Regions from separate parts of the Sus scrofa genome. Here regions 1 and 3 are each linked to region 2. The links are chromatin contacts, called in public Hi-C and promoter capture Hi-C maps. All regions are on one chromosome and are shown on one strand. The core of a region is the stretch at or near the end of the contact, and the rest is flanking DNA. Distances in the headings are between cores, read along the strand shown.

The links. Promoter capture Hi-C pulls out the DNA fragments that hold promoters and counts their contacts. A called contact is a pair of places that touch in the nucleus more often than the background predicts.
Region 1: a contact with region 2 is called in a promoter capture Hi-C map of liver, with 10 times the contacts expected there. The contact joins the promoter of FBXO36 here to the enhancer-like site in region 2. A contact is called at or near these places in 2 of 5 promoter capture datasets (fetal liver and liver), 5 of 47 Hi-C or Micro-C datasets (alveolar macrophages, embryonic fibroblasts, liver and 1 more) and 2 of 2 datasets of contacts at active chromatin or transcription factors (alveolar macrophages and skeletal muscle).
Region 3: a Hi-C map of liver shows a contact between it and region 2, with 1.7 times the contacts expected there. The contact joins two enhancer-like sites. A contact is called at or near these places in 4 of 47 Hi-C or Micro-C datasets (liver, psoas muscle and skeletal muscle).

The regions. Positions count from the first base shown.
Region 1 is chr15:130,938,474-130,941,867 of Sscrofa11.1, forward strand. FBXO36 (F-box only protein 36) reads left to right here and starts at 1,392. Exons shown (of 4, transcript XM_021075100.1): 1 at 1,392-1,725. The coding sequence starts at 1,630. It overlaps TRIP12 (E3 ubiquitin-protein ligase TRIP12), which reads right to left and starts at 2,024. Exons shown (of 42, transcript XM_021075059.1): 1 at 2,001-2,024.
Region 2 is chr15:130,796,474-130,799,673 of Sscrofa11.1, forward strand. The region is part of intron 34 of TRIP12 (E3 ubiquitin-protein ligase TRIP12); the gene reads right to left. Among named protein-coding and RNA genes, the nearest start is that of DNER, 44 kb to the left of the region's middle. Within about 2 kb of position 1,413, at least 6 of the 83 cell types and tissues checked have an H3K27ac peak or open chromatin away from gene starts, as enhancers often do. A contact at or near this core is called in alveolar macrophages, fetal liver and liver, where this site is marked.
Region 3 is chr15:130,961,085-130,964,578 of Sscrofa11.1, forward strand. All of the region lies in intron 1 of FBXO36 (F-box only protein 36), which reads left to right. Among named protein-coding and RNA genes, the nearest start is that of TRIP12, 22 kb to the left of the region's middle. Within about 2 kb of position 1,662, at least 4 of the 83 cell types and tissues checked have an H3K27ac peak or open chromatin away from gene starts, as enhancers often do. A contact at or near this core is called in liver, where this site is marked.

The sequences.
Region 1 (3,394 bases), core at 142-2,641, 140 kb after region 2:
GGAGAAGGATGGAGGAGAGAGGGTCCCTGAATGGACAGTCGTTATAATAGGTTTTATGTAATCCACATATAAATAAATTAATCGCCTGACTCGCTTTGAATGCTAATACGATTGGAGTGACAAGTGGCCCACCTCCCTCCCACGGGTCCGAACCCCCTCCCCCCAACTTCCACGCCGATCTACTTAGAAGGATGCTCTGCTCCTCTCGGCCAAGTTTCTCGGCCTCTTTCATGCCCCCTCTGCATGCCACTCCCGGCGTCATCGTCCCCCAGCCTCAACTTCTCACGGCTGAAACTGCCCAGGGCAGACCCCGTCTCCAGCCTCGCCCGCCCTCAACCGTCCCCCTTGGCAGGAAACCCCTTACTGCGGTCTAAAGTCACTCCGGCCTCTCCCTCCTCTGACCCTCGCTTCCCACAACTGTTGTCACTCGAGCTGCTCCCTAGTTTCCATTTCCGGGCCGTCCCTGGCCCTGGAGCCTCCCCTCTCCCGGTTTCCGGGCCCCCCATCCCATTTCCGGGGAACCCTTGCCGTCTTCACACCCCCCACCTGCACTTCCGGCCCCCCACTTTCTCTCTTCCTAGACGCCCTCCAAGCTCCAAAGCCCACTTCCGGCCCCCCCGACCCCCGCCGGGTTCCCCAAGACCCGCACGCCTTACCCGGGTTCCGTAAAGGGCCCTCCTCATTGCGGGGGTCCGGAGGGGGGGACCCAGCGACCCTCCGCTCCCGCCCGGCCCGGGTCCCTCCAGCCGCGGTCTCCCTCGAGCGCCTATCCCGCAACCCCCGGCCCGGTCCTTCCGCGGCCCCGCTGCCGCCGCCGCCGCCGCCGGGAACAGGCCGAGCGGGGGCCGAATTGCGGCGATGACACAAGCGGGCTTCCTGGGACTTTCTGTTCCAGATCCCACCCCCCCACCGCCGCCCCCCAACCCCTCAGCACAGCCCCCTCCCCCCAGGCCTGGCCCCGTTGCTCGGAACTGCGCCCCAATTACCTAGTTGGGCCCCAAAGTCTCCGGTCCGGACTCGGTGGCGCGGCTGTAACTTCCACTCGCTGCCCCCACCCCCCCCCAGCGGCGGCGGCGGCGGCGGCGGCGGCTCCTCGGGTCCCTTCAATTATCAGCTGAGCCGCAGCACCGCGCCCGGCGTGCGCCTCCGCCCGCGCCGCCTCCCTCCCCGCCCGTTCCAACACCCTCCGGGAACTACTTTATCCCTCGGCTCCAGCTGACGGGCTCCTCCGCGGGACAGGCCCCGGGGCCTACTCGCCGCTCATCACATCGCCCCTCCCTCCCCCACCGCCCGGCTCCACTTCCCCAGTGGCCTGCGATCTCCTCCCGATCCCTTCGAGGGACCAGGAAGGGGAATGTGAAGCTTCGCTTGGTATCCCTCCGCCGGGGTCACCCCTCCCCGCGGTGGTAGCAGGAACTAATTCCCCTTCGGGTCACCCGGGACCTAAAGGTGGAAATCTCACGACTTAGGGTTCCCTGTCACCCTTGGAATAGGGGTCAAGCACCCCAAGTTAGAAACACCTCGCCAGCTCAAAAGTAGGGTTCGATTTAAACCAGGGCTCTGGCCCCTTGACCTCAGCCAGGCCCCGCCCCTTCCTGGTTGTCTTAGCGACGGCGGTGGCGTCCCAAGATGGCGTCGTGGCTGCCGGAGACTCTGTTCGAAATTGTAGGACAAGGCCCGGCGCCAAGCAAAGACTATTACCAGTTGCTGATCACCCGGTCCCAGGCAAGTGCAAGCCGCGGTTTACCCTCTCTCCTAACTCTCTGCCCGCCCCAGAGGAGCCTGGAACGCGAGCCGCGCTAGGCCGAGAGCGACTGTGGCCAGCCGGAAGCGCCAGGTCCCAGCTCCGAGCCGGGAGATCACCCTCCTCACCGCGGCCTCCCCTGCAGGCCCGGCGGCCAGCGTGTCCCTTCCCAGCCCCAGCCCGCCTCGTACCCGGCGAGCCTTCTTCGCCTCCTCACAGCGCCGCCCGCTCCCTTCCTGCCACCTGGGGTTCCTACCTGCAGAGTTCCCTCCGCGCGAAACGGAAAGCAGGCGTCCCCGGCTTGCGTGCAGCCTCACCTCAGCGTGGGAAGAAGGGAAAGAAAGACTCATCCAAGTGTCCCAAGGAGGAGCCGGCAGGGGAGGGGAGAATGGGAAGATCTCTTTTCCAGGGTAGGATTTAATTCTGGGGAATCTCATTAAATCTTACTGTGGTGTTTACCTGTTACCAAGGCCGCATCAAAACTTGCTTATTTCTCGTAGGAATTAATCGAGCGCTTTACCCTTACCTTTTTTGGAGCCCCTTCTATCCCATTGAAAGTGTGCGGGGGGTGGTACAAAAATGTTTCAGCTGCTCTGCGCGTCAGCCCCACCCATAATGACATCTGCTCCACAACAATAAGACCGGGGATTATGTTATCGCTAAAGTAACCATCGACCTATTTTTATGACTACTTTAGGTATTTAAGGTGGGCTTTGTGGATGATTTATTGTGCCCATGAAATGATCACATTGAGCTGGGCCTCCACGGGGAACTCGTTTCTGATTCCTCCCTGAACTTACACCTGTCACCGAGATATTCGTGCACCTTGCACTCGAATAGATGGCATTCCTGTAAAATTAAATTTGGAACTTTGTAGATATGTTTTGGTGTATGTACTGAATATTTCACCAGTTTTTCCAAGAGCCCGTAAATAAAATAGACAATGAATTTTTATAGCCTCAGAAGCATCTTTTAAAATAGACAGATTTTATTTTTATATCTGATTTGTAAATATTACAAGCATGATAACATTATAAGCATAATAGCCTGTCAAACTTAAATATTTAATTAACCGCTTTTTAAGAAAATTTTGCCCATTGAATTGGAATATCTTAAATGCCAAAATTTACCTTTTTTGGACATTTTAGGATGGCTGTTTTCTTTTGCTTTAAGATGTATGATCTTAGCAGTTCTGCACTTCTAGCGTGACTGATTGAAAGCAAGAGTTTACATATTCCGACTTTATTTTCTATTTTATCTACCTGAAGTAAGTTAAAATGTTCTAATTTGTATTTTACAGCCTTTTCCCCAACTTGTCTTTAAAAATGGTTTTGTGTATTTCTTTTTCTTGAGGGTCTGGTGTTAGAAGTGTACTGTACTCTAGTGTTGTAAGCCTCAACAAGTTGAGTACTTCTTTACATTTTTATTTTGGAAAATTAACCATAGGAGTCCTCCTGGTATCAGTTTTCCTTCCCCAAGAATGTTTCTGTTGTTGATGTTCTTCAGACTTTGCTCCCTAGTCTAACTTGGGCTCATGCTTCCCTCTTACTACTCTATTTCATGAAATTTTTCCTGCCGCAACACCCCCCAAGTATTCTTAATTTTTTTTTTCTTTTTTGCTTAACACATCAAAAACTCTTTTATTTTAAG
Region 2 (3,200 bases), core at 163-2,662:
TTTCTCGTTCTCTGTTGGGCGAACTGCTGCCCTAAAACCCACTCGAGTGTCCTCTCCTCAGGAGCAGCCACTTCCTCTGCCCAAACAGTGACTCTGCTCCTTCTCTAGGACTTACATTTTACAGCACCTGGGCACACAGCGGCCACTCAACAGAGGCTGGTTGACTACAACACAAAAAAAGGAAGGTCTGAACACACACCGGCAAGCACAGGGCTGACTCAGCCCCAGAGAGAGTGCCAGGGCTTCTTCAGACCCATGGTGCCCTGGAATCGCCAGAGGCTTTTACCACAGGGCATGTGAGCGGGTGGGCACGTCTGGAAAATTCTCATTTGCTAGGTCTGGTTTACAGCCTGGGCACTGGTGGTTTTAAACAAGCTCCAAAGACGACGGACAGCACAGCCCTGCAGCAAACCCCTCCTCCGCGAGGCACGTGACCCTGGGCAGTGCTCACAACCTGGTCATGCCTTCAAGTTCTGCCAATCACACCGTAAATTAGACCCGCAGCTCACGACCTGTTAATACCATAGCGTATCAGCTTCATCGAACCTCTGCCCCGTCAGGAAGGCTGTGTTTCATGCCACTTGGTGGTTACGTGCAAGTAACAGGCATTACTTCGCCATTATCAGTTACCCTTAAAAAAAAAAAAAAAAAAAAAGGCACCCCCTCGAGCTTAAAAGATTAGGCGTCATCTAGCAAATGGTTAACTGTCACTTTCCCGACAGTGACCTGTTTGGACCTGGTGACGCTTTCCTGACCCAGCTCGGCGTCTGCTGGAATCCCACAGCTGGCACTGGCACTGGCGCTGGCACAGCCTGCGGAGCCATCCGCGGCCCTTCTCTTCCTTCTGCCCCACCTGACAACCCGCTGTTAAACACCGTGAGCCCGCCCCCTCCAAGTACCTTCTGAAGTGCTCACGGCAGCATCTCTGTCGGCCCAGGGCGGGGGGCCTCTCTGCAGGCGCGTTCTCCCCGCCTCACGGCCTCCCCGTCCTCACACCACTCCTCCACCCCCTCCTGGGCTCCCCGACAGGAGCGAGGGCCCAAGTTCTCGGCTCGGCCCGCATGTCCAGGAGACCCACGGGATCCTGACTCCCGCTTCTAGCCCTGTCACCCTTCAACAGGCCGGGAATTCTGCCCCAGGGCTTTTGCTTCTCTTTTCTTTGGCTAAGAGAGAGTCTTTGCCCCAGATAATAAGGACTGTTGCTTACACCACCCTATCCCCTTCCCCAGCAGGCTCTTTTTATTTGGCTTTAGTTTTCTTCAGCACACATCGTAACACATACACGTACCTGAGTGCGTGCGTGCGTGCGTGTGTGTGTGTGTGTGTGTGTGTGTATCAGCCTCCCCAAAGCTCCATGACAGGGAAGACTTTTTTGTTCTCCACTGAGCACTGGAGGAAGCAAAGAAAAAACTGCAGTAACACCTGGTGTCCACCAGATGGTGCTCTAAAGCCAGTTAAGCCTGTCTCCTTTCGGCATACCTACCCCAGGCTAAGGAGAAGTCATAGATCAGATCAACCTGTTCCCCCCACCCCCTTTCATCCAAATACTTATTTCTGAAGGTAAAACAGACTTAACATAAAATATTAACTGGCACTGGATACACTTTTATCACAGCAAGTCTTTGAGGGCAGAGGGACCAGCACACACCTGCTCTGGGAAGTCACCCCTGCCCCGGGCTGGCCAGCAACCCTGTAGGTCAACTTGATTTTTTCAGGGATCTTTATTCTACCCAGCTCACTCCACTGAAAAGATAGGTTCACTTGTTTTTAAAGGAATGCAGGGGTACAAAATGCACCACCTCCAAGTGTTTTTTTGTTTTTGTTTTTTTGGCATGCAGATTATTCCCAGCTGAAAAAAAGCCAAGGCCTGTAAGACTCAGAAAAAACTTACTCCTGGAGTTCCCGTTGTGGCGCAGTGGTTAACGAATCCGACTAGGAACCATGAGGTTGCAGGTTCGATCCCTGCCCTTGCTCAGTGGGTTAAGGATCCGGCGTTGCCGTGAGCTGTGGTGTAGGTTGCAGACGTGGCTTGGATCCCATGTTGCTATGGCTCTGGCGTAGGCCGGCAGCTACAGCTCCGATTCAACCCCTAGCCTGGGAACCTCCATATGCCGCGGGAGCGGCCCAAAAAATGGCAAAAAGACAAAAAAAAAAAAAAAAAAAGAAAAAAAGAAAAAACTTACTCCTAACTGCCTAAAAGCACTGAGAGAAAGCGGCTGTTCCTGGAACAGAGCTATCTGGGGGAAAACAGGGCCTAGAGATCAGAGTCCACCCTGTGTCCCACTCTCTCTGCCTGGCCCCGCAAATACCTATTTACCGATCATCTGCTCTTCCGTCCCCATGAGAACTGCCTTTCTCCCCTGGAAGTCCCAAACCGCTACCCCAACATCGTCTTTTGTCTTGGGCTGAGGATGGTATTTAAGAGGAGGGCTCTGGCTATTTTGGAGACTTGCTAGGTCTCTGATTTTTTCCTGTTAAGCTGTCTCATGTCAATTTCATTCTTAGACCAGCCAGAAGAACCTAGAAGGGAGAGGAAAACGTCTCCCTCCCTGACAGGAAGAAAAAGCATTAAAGCTCTAGAAACAAAAACACCGAAAAATGAAAAAGTTTGATAACTTGTCTTATTTGAAACTTTTTCTTATTTGAAAGTTTTTTCTTTCAAAAGCTAGTAACACTTACATAATAGAAAATACTGTGTGACAGATAATGTTGTGCTTTGGCCCAATTAGGCATTCTAACAACAGAAATGAGGGAGTGTACACTTATTGCGCCCTTTGCTGGCACAGCACTGAGTTTACATAAGATGCCCAACTTCACACAGCGAGCAGGTGGCAGCACCAGGCTCCAGAGTCCATGCTCCTAACCGTTCAGCATCCTGGAGGCTGGATCATTTGCAGCCCGAACCCTGGGGCTTGCCTGGGTGGTTCTCTGAGCCCAGAGGCTGCTTAGCCTTCCCTGGGAATCACGTATGGAGGCCATTCAGTCCTGACGTCTCTGGACTAGGATTCTTCTCGAGCTAGTTACAAAGTCTTCCTAACAGCAGCACTATATGGTTGAATATATATGGTTGAATACAGCTCACTATATGGTTGATTCTGGTTTACAACCTGAGGCCCTAAGCATATATGAGGCCAGCACTCCTTCCAACCCTGCTTCCCCAATCACGTCGGCTCGTGGTATCTTTTCCAAAGTCATCGGCT
Region 3 (3,494 bases), core at 412-2,911, 160 kb after region 2:
GATCTGGTGTTGCCATGAGCTGTGGCATAGATCGCAGACACCGCTTGGATCCTATGTTGCTGTGGCTGTGGTGTAGGCCAGCAGCTGTAGCTCCGATGCAACCCCTAGCCTGAGAACTTCCGTATGCCACGAGTGCTGCCCAAAAAAGTGGCTCGCGGGGGAGGATTTTACAGATTTAAGGATTTATAAACTATAGTTTGAAATAGATTTAGACGGTCAAGTTCATTGCTTTTTGAAGGAAAATCATTGAAGGCAGAAGTGAGGGTGAGCATGTTTTATTACTGTTCTATTTTAGATGAGGAGTAGTGAGCAATTTTAGCCAAGCCATAAACTGGGGGGAGGGAGAAGGGTGGGAGGAATTGTTGAGACGGGGCAGAGAGGGGACAGGAGGACAGCCGTGTGGTCCAGGAGAGTTTGTAAACGGTAACCCGTACTATTAATTTGGCGTAGTAGTTACACATATGGATTCTCTGGAGTTCCCTGGTGGCCTCTTGGTTAAGGATCTGGCAGTTGTCACTGCTATGGCAGTTCAGTCCCTGGCCCAGGAATTTCCACATGTTGTGGACATGGCCAATAAATAAATAAATAAACAAAAACAAACAAATAAATAACGAACACGAACACATGGATTCTATAAGCAGACTCCACCGTTTTGTAGTGGTTGAACTGTGGGCAAGTCACTACCTCCTGCCTCAGCTTGTTCAACTGAAAAATGGGTCTTAATGACACCCCAAAGACGGAGAAGCAAGCTAAGGATGGGCCACTCTCCCTTCTGAGAAGGACCACATTCTGTCTATGGAATGTGTATCTCTCTAAATAAACTGAGGTGAAACTTGCTTTCACCTTAAAAAGAAAAAAAAAAAAAAAAAGAAGGAAACAAGGACAACAAAAGCAGCTGTGTTAAGGGCTATATGTACTTATCGCTATTATTATTATTGATGAGGTTTTGATTGGAAGTGGAGAGATTTAGTAGTAGAACAGTACTCATTACTTTTTAAGTCAATGAAAAAGGAGTTCTGGGAGTTCCTCCCGTCATGGCTCAGTAGAAACTAATCTGACTAGCATCCCTGAGGACACAGGTTCAATCCCTGCCCCTGCTCAGTAAATTGGGGATCTGGTGTTGCCGTGAGCTGTGGTGTAGGTCACAGATGAGACTTGGGTCCCTCGTTGCTGTGGCTGTGGTGTAGGCCTCGGCTTCAGGTTCGATTCTACACCTACCCTGGGAATCTCCATATGCCACGGGAGTGGCCCAAAGAAATAGCAAACAGACAAAAAAAAAAAAAAAAAAAAAAAAGGATCCAGAGTTGCTATGGCTGTGGTGTAGTCTGGCAGCTGTAGCTTCAATTCGACCCCTGGCCTGGGAACTGCCATATGTCACAGGTGCAGCCCTTAAGAAAAAAAATCAATTAATCATCATCACCATTATTTTTTATTAAAAAATGCCTGTATGCCTTTTTTTGGTCCAATTGTAAATAAATATACCATTGTCCTATTAAAGAAAAAAAAAGAGAGAGAAAGAAAGAAAAAAAATCAAAACACCACAAAACAAGGTTCTATATGGATCAGTTGAAAATATGAGCAGAGGCTCGTAGGAACCTGCCCTGTGTTTCCTCCAGGGCAGTAATCAGTGATTTGGTATTTGCTAATTCATTGTTGCCAGGGACTTTGTAGAGCCTAACAACTGTGAACGACAGAATCAGCTGCACACACACACACACACACACACACACACTCACTCTCTCTCTTCAGAATATTTGGTGTTCCATTGCACTCACAGGATAGTGATCTACACAATCTGGTCCCATTTCTTACTTAAATTGTCTCCTAATACTCTTGGCCACAACGTCCCTCTTCCAACCAAATTGCCAATTTTTTTTTCTGCCCTCCTGCCTCCTTCCACCTCTGCTGGGGTCCAATCCCCAGGACAGGCGCTTGACCGAGGCCTGGCCAATCATTAACCCGCCTGCCTCCAGGACAGGTGTGGATAGTGACACAGACTGGACCAATACACTCATTCTCTTGGGATTGTTCACCCCCAATCACAGAAGGCTCGTTTCTCCTTCCTCTGAGAATCCACAGACTGGATGTCGTAGGCTTAGACTTTCTGGCCGCCAGGTCCCCCACATCTGCAGTGGAAGATAATGAGGCCAACAACAGCGAGAGATAGAAAGAAAGAAAAAGAGCTGCTAATCTGGTGCTGTCATTTTGCACCCCTGGATCGTGTCATGCCGGAGGCCAGCCACACCACTGTCTTTGCAAGTCATATAACCCAACGCAATTGCATTCTTACTTAAACGACTCAGGATTGAGTTTCTGTCTCTTGAGTGTCTTGAGACCAGCAGTCATGAATAATACACCCAGGCCTTTCTGATCTAGCTGGGCTGTGCTCTTAGATTCTGCTCTAAGTCACGCTTTTCTCTCCAACTTGAATTTCTTGGTGTGCAAGAGCGAGTGTACCTGGATTCCCTTCAATATATCCTCTCTAAACCTTAAGATATTTCCATTCAAGATTATTTTGTTTTGTTTTGTTTGCTTTGTTTTTTTTTAGGGCCACACCTGCAGCCTATGGAAGTTCCCAACCTAGGGGTCGAATCAGAGCTGCAGCTTCCAGCCTATACCCCAGCTCATGGTAACACTGGATCCCTAACCCAGTGAGCAGGGCCAGGGATCAAACCCGCATCCTCATGGATACTAGTCGGGTTCATTATGGCTGAGCCACAACAGGAACTCCTCAAGACTATTATTGTTTGGGGGAGAGAGTAAAAGAGGAAACAAGGAATTGAGAAGATGAAAAGGAAGTGAAAGAGGAGTAGAAATTTTGCAGTGCAGGGTGGGAGTAGGGAGGCAGAGGAAGGTAGCCGAGGGCTTAGAACTGCCACGATGCAGGTGGGTGTGGCCAGGCGTCAGTGCGCTAAGGTGTCTGTGAGCTAAGCCTTTGCAACCTTATTTATGGAGGTTATTTACCTATCCTCAGGACACAGCCTCTCTGCAATTCGTGCAGCACGGCCTCGGTCCTTCTGTCTTGGCTTACGCTACCCCTCCACCTGAAACACCGTTTTCCCCATTGTGCTTAGTTATCCATCCTATTCTCAGGTCTCCTGTCTTCTCTGCCAGGAATCCCTTAACCTGGCCTTTTTCAGGAATTAGTTTGAGAAAAGAGCTTGAGAGATAATGTCAAATGTAGGTTACCCTCCAGTTTTCCATTTTAAGCATCCACATGATTCTGGATAGTGGCAGCCAGCAGCATGGAGCCCTCAAAGCCAAAATAAATGAACATTTGAATAAGCAACCAGACGCGAAGAAAACCTCTCTTGACGTGACTGCCAACAAGGCAACATCAATTTCTCAGCATCTTATTGAGACTGATGGGAGAAAGAAAATTTCTTTTCTAGCAAGCAAGGGATGGTGAGTGGAAATTAGCCTTTATGAACATAAGCTATGTAGACTCAGGGCTGCAAGAGCCTAAGTCTGCTTTCAGATCACTCGTGGTTGTG